Regions from separate parts of the Zea mays genome. Here region 2 is linked to region 1. A link is a contact called in public Hi-C data. All regions are on one chromosome and are shown on one strand. The core of a region is the stretch at or near the end of the contact, and the rest is flanking DNA. Distances in the headings are between cores, read along the strand shown.

Region 1 (3,090 bases), core at 303-2,802:
GAAGACCTCCGCGAACTGTCCGCTCTCGGGTTTTCTCAGAGCCATTTCACTAAAATTCACCGGACTGTCCGGTGAGCCAATGGATTAATGATTAACTTCGCCAACGATCGACTGCATTACACACAGATAGGGTGGTAATGTATCACGATCTAAATGTTCAACCACAATTGGCTTGAGCCCTTAATTAATTTTAGTTCAAAAATGAATAGAAATAGAGCACACTTTACCGTTGTTTCATCTTCATAGTATTTCCAGCAACTTGCGCCAGTCTCTCGCTATAATAATATTTGTTTTACATACTTGCCTATAGAAATTCAGTCTTTCAATGCACATTGAGAATAGCTACCAAGCAATTAATAAGTTCTAACTGTACTTGTGCTGCTAGCAAATTGTTTATGTTCTAGGAAAGTATTATGCCAAAAAATATGATCTTATTTCCCATGACTGTTATGTTTTTTAGATGTTTTTCTTCCTCTCGTCATGGACAAGTGTTGGAATAATATATGATTGAACAAATGACATTCTCTGCTTCATGCCTCGAAAATCTGTTGATACAATTGTTTGAATATTTAGTTCTATATTCCTGTAGTGTGCACTATTTAAAGTTACACCTAATTGCAGTGTTGCTCTCATGAGCAGAAAGTCTCTGTTTCTAGCTTTAGTTTAGTTGCTTTGATATTAGACACTTTAATTTGGTGAAATTATTGTTTTTATGTTATGTTTTACTAGTGATCAACAGTCAATTGTATGCAAAAGCTAGAAGGAGAGTTAGGATAGTAAGTAGTTCCAGTGCAGTTTTGGAGATGTTTCAGGATTCATATTTTAACATTTGTAGTATTTATCTTACTATGGTCTGCTGAAATGTCACTTCTTTGAGCAGGTCGTGATCAGGGTTTCTAAGGATAACTTGGCATGGTTGGAGCACACAATAGTATTGTGCGAAGCATATCCCTTGATGCACACACACGACCTGTTGTTCGTTAGTGGACCTGCAGCTTATGACTGTAATGCTATAAGTTCCCCTATTTGATGCTTTATCATGTACTAAACCCTGTAATAATGGTGCTCGCTAGACATTTGCGTGAACTTTGCTGCTGAAAGAGAAAGATATCACTTGTATGCTGATGAAATACATCACTTATATGTTGAAAGACACTTCTATATCATCTTGTCTTGTATATGACTTGACAAGGATTAAACAAATGGACTTGAGGCAGGGATTAAACCATAAATACTAATTTGGTGACCAGTGATCACGGGGGATTGGAGAGGATTGAGGGGAAAATTAGTTTATTTTCTTCCCAACCCCCTCCAATCTTTCGTGACCCCCTTGTCACCAAATCAACCCTAAGAGGATTAAATTTCCAAGAGGATTGAGTGAGATCCACTCAATCCCTATCTAGATTAAATTCACTTATGGCTATTTTGGAAACCCTATTTTTCAAAGGGATTTTTATTTTTCTAAGTAAAATTAGTTTATTTTTCTTGAGAAATTAGAAATCTTAATTCCCTGCAACGGAACAATCTCCAATAGAGTAAATAACCATCCCATGTTGGATCTTGAGGACCCGCTGTATCCACCGTTCCACCGTCCACGCGGCGCTTGGCTTGGACGCGGCGCTGTGCGCGGTACGGGCGTACGCCCGTGCCAGTTCCGGGTATGTTTTTTATGGAATTTTGACTCGGACGTGGGTAACCGCCGCGCCACTCCGCCCGCACCTTTTTTCCTCCCCACCCGGACCGGCCACCCCCTTCGCTTCCCCCGGAAATGGCGCGCCACCTCTTCCCCACTCCGCTCCTGGCCACCCTCTCCTCTCCATTACTCCAGTCCGCGATTCCGCACCATCTCCGCTCAGCCCCGCGCTTCCCCTCAACTTTCCACAACCTCGACCAATCGGATCCCGCACGGAGCGCGCGCCGCGATTGCTCGCCGTCGTGGCGACCTCGCATTCTTCTGCAAGGAAGGGTTTGATGCCATGACGGAGTGCTAGAGGCCGAGGAGGAGAGTCGAAGATGATGCTTGGGCTAGTGCAGCTGCTGGTGGGGTTCGTCGTCGCCTGGGAAGCCGTCGAGCTCGTCCTCCGCCACGGCCTCCTCCTCTCCGTCTTCAAGCTCGCCATCCTCGCCGCCCTCGCCGCTGCGGCCGGATGCGTCGCTATCATGTACGTTCGCTCCCCTCTTCCTCCCCTTTCCACGAAGCCTCACCGGATGAAATCGTTCGTTATTTTACGCTTTACGAGTATACGTTATGTTCTCAATTCTCGGAATGGGATGGGGTAATGGCACTCAAGAGTTCGTGTGTTGCGAACTCCAATCGCAGCTTCTTCGCCAGGGCGGTAGCCTGGGTACTCCAACGCGCGGCCAAGCTCTCCATCGGTTGCCGCTCCTACGGCTTCAATTACCTGAGGGACATCACCATTTCATCACCGAAGGTACCTCCCCGCCTACCTGCTTTCGTGGCCTCTCATTCCTCCACGGTCCACGCCAATGGCAATGCCAATCCTGACATATGACCCATCCGCGTTTGCACTGCATTTCAGGGCGCTGTTGAGTCTATCTGCATTGGTGAAATTAGACTTGGCCTGCGGAAACCGATCACCCAGCTGGGATTTACAGTACTAACCCATGGCCCAATCCTGCAACTGCAAATCTCTGATTTGGATGTTGTCCTCAGGCAACCTGTGAAATCCACTAACAAGAAGAAACCCGCCCCTCGCAAACCGATCTCAACCACAACAGCTAAAGCAAAAGGAAAATCCAAAGGACAAGTAAAATGGAGGCTCATAACAAGCATGGCCAGTCTGTTGTCATTATCCATAGTGGAGCTGAGGCTTAAGGTACTGCCTACTATACAGATACTTAAATTTCATCGATCATAGTTATATTGTTATGAACACTCACAATTTTGTGAATGACATCTTTCTCCCAGCAATCCCATAAACATTATTTCCCTGTCATTATTAGCAAATGCTGGAAATGAAGAGGCTCATAAGGTGTCATAGTTGTATACTGACATATTCTCAAAGGTTTAGTCGCTTGATAGACTTTTGTGCCAAGTTCTTGCTAGCAGATGTGTGCTCTGGTTCTGGT
Region 2 (3,090 bases), core at 427-2,926, 160 kb before region 1:
ATATGCATGCAAATGAATATTTCTCTTTTTTTTTGCATAATATATGCTACATTATATGGGAAAAGGCTAAAAATACAGTATAACAGAAGTTCATCTCATGATGAAACTATTATATTAATATTAAGTGCTGACTTTCACGTCTTCACCCTTGCTATAGCACCTTGAAATATTGATATGCTAGGCAACTTGAAAGCCTGACTGCCTGGATTAATTTAAATGCATGATTTCTCATGTTCTGCACAAGTGTCTGCGAACGCCGGCGCCGTCGTGTTCCACCCGTCCCTGTTCGATGGAGAACAAGCTTCTGAGTTGTCGTAGACCGCCGGGTACAGAGAAGGGTAAATCTATCAGCTTTTAAACTCTGTTAAATTTGTTTTTTATTTCTGTTAAATAATCAAATGGTATTTAAGTGTGGGTGTTTCAGTTGATAATGGCACTTGGACGAAACCCTTATATTTGATGGTAATTTGGCGAAACCCAATTCTTATAATGGTATAATTGAGTTGTGATGGATAAGATTTGAGTGACATCGACATCTTAAATATCCAACTTTGAATATACAGATATGAATATAAATCAGATACGGATCGAAAACTGAATATCCAAATTCGAATAAGGATCGAATCTTATCCCTCTTAGACAGATCGAATTCTATTACAGACGAATAATATATATACCATTTACATCCATATTTATTTGTTTTCATTGATCAATCTTCACAAATATTGACTGGCCTCCATCTTACTTTTAAAGGAAAAAGAGTAAAATATACCACATGTAGAACAATAATATGTATGATGGATGTAGATATAGATCATATATAACTTGTAAAATGATTAAGACATAATTTTAACCTATGGTGCATTCGAGACACCGAGATTTAATCAGATTAGAGGAAGTAAATATAGTGTCCAAGTGCTAGCAGTAAATTTGTCTCCACTAGATCATGCATATGAGATGGGAATGGAGGTAGGATACGTAAACGGTAAATCGCTGGAGACAAACTAACTCCAAAAACTCTCATAGCAGACCCTAAAGCTCCTTCAAAAATTGGCGTGACTTAAAAAAACTGGCTTATCAACTTGCCACACACACACGTGGTCTCCTCATGCTCCTAATTGCCATAAACTCGTTCCCTACTTCCCTAGTGCATCAAAATACCATCTCCACGCCCCCTGCTGCCACGACTTCATCCGAAGGGTAAAAAGACTTTGCTTCTGTATTAGCAGGCGCTTGACCGTGGCATGTCCAATTGTAGCTGTTGATTGTTGGCTCTATCCTTAGCCGATCATGTCTAGTCCAACGCTACTTCGAGTGACGGATGTAGGGGTGGGGTTCTAGCTCTCCCACTGTTCCGAGTCCATTTATGTGACCCATCTGAGATTTTTGGAAATGGCAGACAGTAACAGCCTATCGGGGAGTGCTGTGCCTGTGATTCGTCTTTCTTTTTCATTTGAAGAATTTGTGTTTTGCTCACATATATATGATGACACAACCGATGGTCGCCGCCGCCGCACACGGACGGACAGGCCCAGCACAGCCCGGAAACTGCCTTGCGGCGACACGTTTTCCTGTCCGGCCCAGCAGCAGCAAGGAGGAAGGTTCGCTCGGTCGCTGGGCCTGGCTCCGCGTGCCGTCCCACCTATAAATGCGAGTCCTCGCCGAGTCCACTAGGGCATTGGGAGCTCACTCGCTGGTCGTTGCCTGCTGCGGATTGCCCCCAGGCGGCCCCACTCACTCCGCTGTTGATATTTCGTTTGGTTCTCCTTTCCGTCTTGTCCGTCGCCGAGGCCTTCTTCCCCTCGCTCCCCAGCTCCAGCAGGCAGATCAGATCCATCCAACCACGAACAGGAAGGTGAGCGCCGGGAACGAGCCCTCCGTCCTCCTACTAGCTGCGATCCGTAGCCTTGCGTCGCTTTCGCGCCTAGTCTAGATCGCCACGTTCTAGATCTGTGGTGTTTTACTTTCCCGGGTGCGGGTGGTCGAATCCTTCCATCCACCAGGAGAGCTCGTGGCTTGTCTTTGATTAGCTCGGTCTCCCCTGTGTCCGTGATCTGATATACGTCCGGATCTGTCTGCTGTAATCATCAGGAAGGTAGGAGGCCTGAGGGGCTGAAGTTGAACCATGAGTGCCGTCGCGGTTTCGTCGTCGCTGAACCCGAACGCGCCGCTCTTCATCCCGGCGGCGCTGCTGCAGGTGGAGGACTTCTCGCCGCAGTGGTGGGACCTCATCACCACCACCGCCTGGTTCCGCGACCACTGGTCCCGCGAGCACGCCCACCTGGACGAGATAGCCGAGCAGCTCGAGTTGGTCGCCCTCCTTGCCTACGATGAGGATGAGGACCTCTTCTACGGCGAGCAGGCCCCCGCCGCCGCCGCCCTTAAGACAGGTACGGATCTCTCTCTTACTCTTCCACCGATTTTTAGATTTGCCTAAAAGACGAATCATAGTGAGCTCACCCGCGTACGTTGGTGTGCTTTTCCTCCGCCAGATTCGGTGCTCAAGGCGCTGAACTTGGGTTCCCCGAAGAGCGGCGACGCCCCGCGGGGGTTCCGGGAGAAACCCAGGCACTCCGAGAAGCCGACCAAGTACGCCGGCAGCCCCAAGAGCAGCGCTCCTCGCGTGATCCACCAGCCTCGCTAGGTTCGCTGGCCGGCCCCTGATGGGGACTCGGTGACTCACATGGAAGGCTGCTGCCTCTCTAGCAGCATCTGCTACTGGCTGCAGCTGCCGTCGGCGTCGTGGTCTGTCTGTCAAAGTCGAAGTAAAAAAACGTGAGTAGTTGTACTACTGTAGAAGTTTCTTTTGTATAGCATGCACGTAAGAAATGACCAAAAAATATAACAAGAATGCAGCTGTTAGTTTACTGCTGCTCTCCTCGTGTGTCTAGGGTGCACTTCTGTAAGCAAACGTATATGATGTGTAATGGCAGACAGCTTAATGTTACAACTAGCTCTTCTACTGTTCTTGGTGCATGTTGCTTTCCTCCGACGAATTCACTGACTGGTCCACACTGATGTGCATGTGCGAGCAATCATTGTTCGGTGAGTTGGATGGTCTTATCTAGACAGACATGGGAGAGCCCAAGA

What was found. A called contact is a pair of places that touch in the nucleus more often than the background predicts.
Region 2: a Hi-C map of ear shows a contact between it and region 1, with 3 times the contacts expected there. The contact joins the promoter of LOC100279412 here to the promoter of LOC100126430 in region 1. A contact is called at or near these places in 15 of 25 Hi-C or Micro-C datasets (bundle sheath, ear, endosperm and 4 more) and 2 of 3 datasets of contacts at active chromatin or transcription factors (leaf and seedling).

The regions. Positions count from the first base shown.
Region 1 is chr9:134,603,283-134,606,372 of Zm-B73-REFERENCE-NAM-5.0, reverse strand. It overlaps LOC100126430 (aberrant pollen transmission 1), which reads left to right and starts at 1,552. Exons shown (of 25, transcript NM_001112596.1): 1 at 1,552-2,162; 2 at 2,321-2,432; 3 at 2,541-2,837. The coding sequence starts at 2,014.
Region 2 is chr9:134,762,038-134,765,127 of Zm-B73-REFERENCE-NAM-5.0, reverse strand. It overlaps LOC100279412, which reads left to right and starts at 1,676. Exons shown (of 3, transcript NM_001317819.1): 1 at 1,676-1,855; 2 at 2,092-2,390; 3 at 2,493-2,962. The coding sequence starts at 2,126. The coding sequence ends at 2,644. LOC109942446 (a long non-coding RNA gene) reads right to left here and starts at 2,753. Exons shown (of 2, transcript XR_002265295.2): 1 at 2,461-2,753; 2 at 1-304.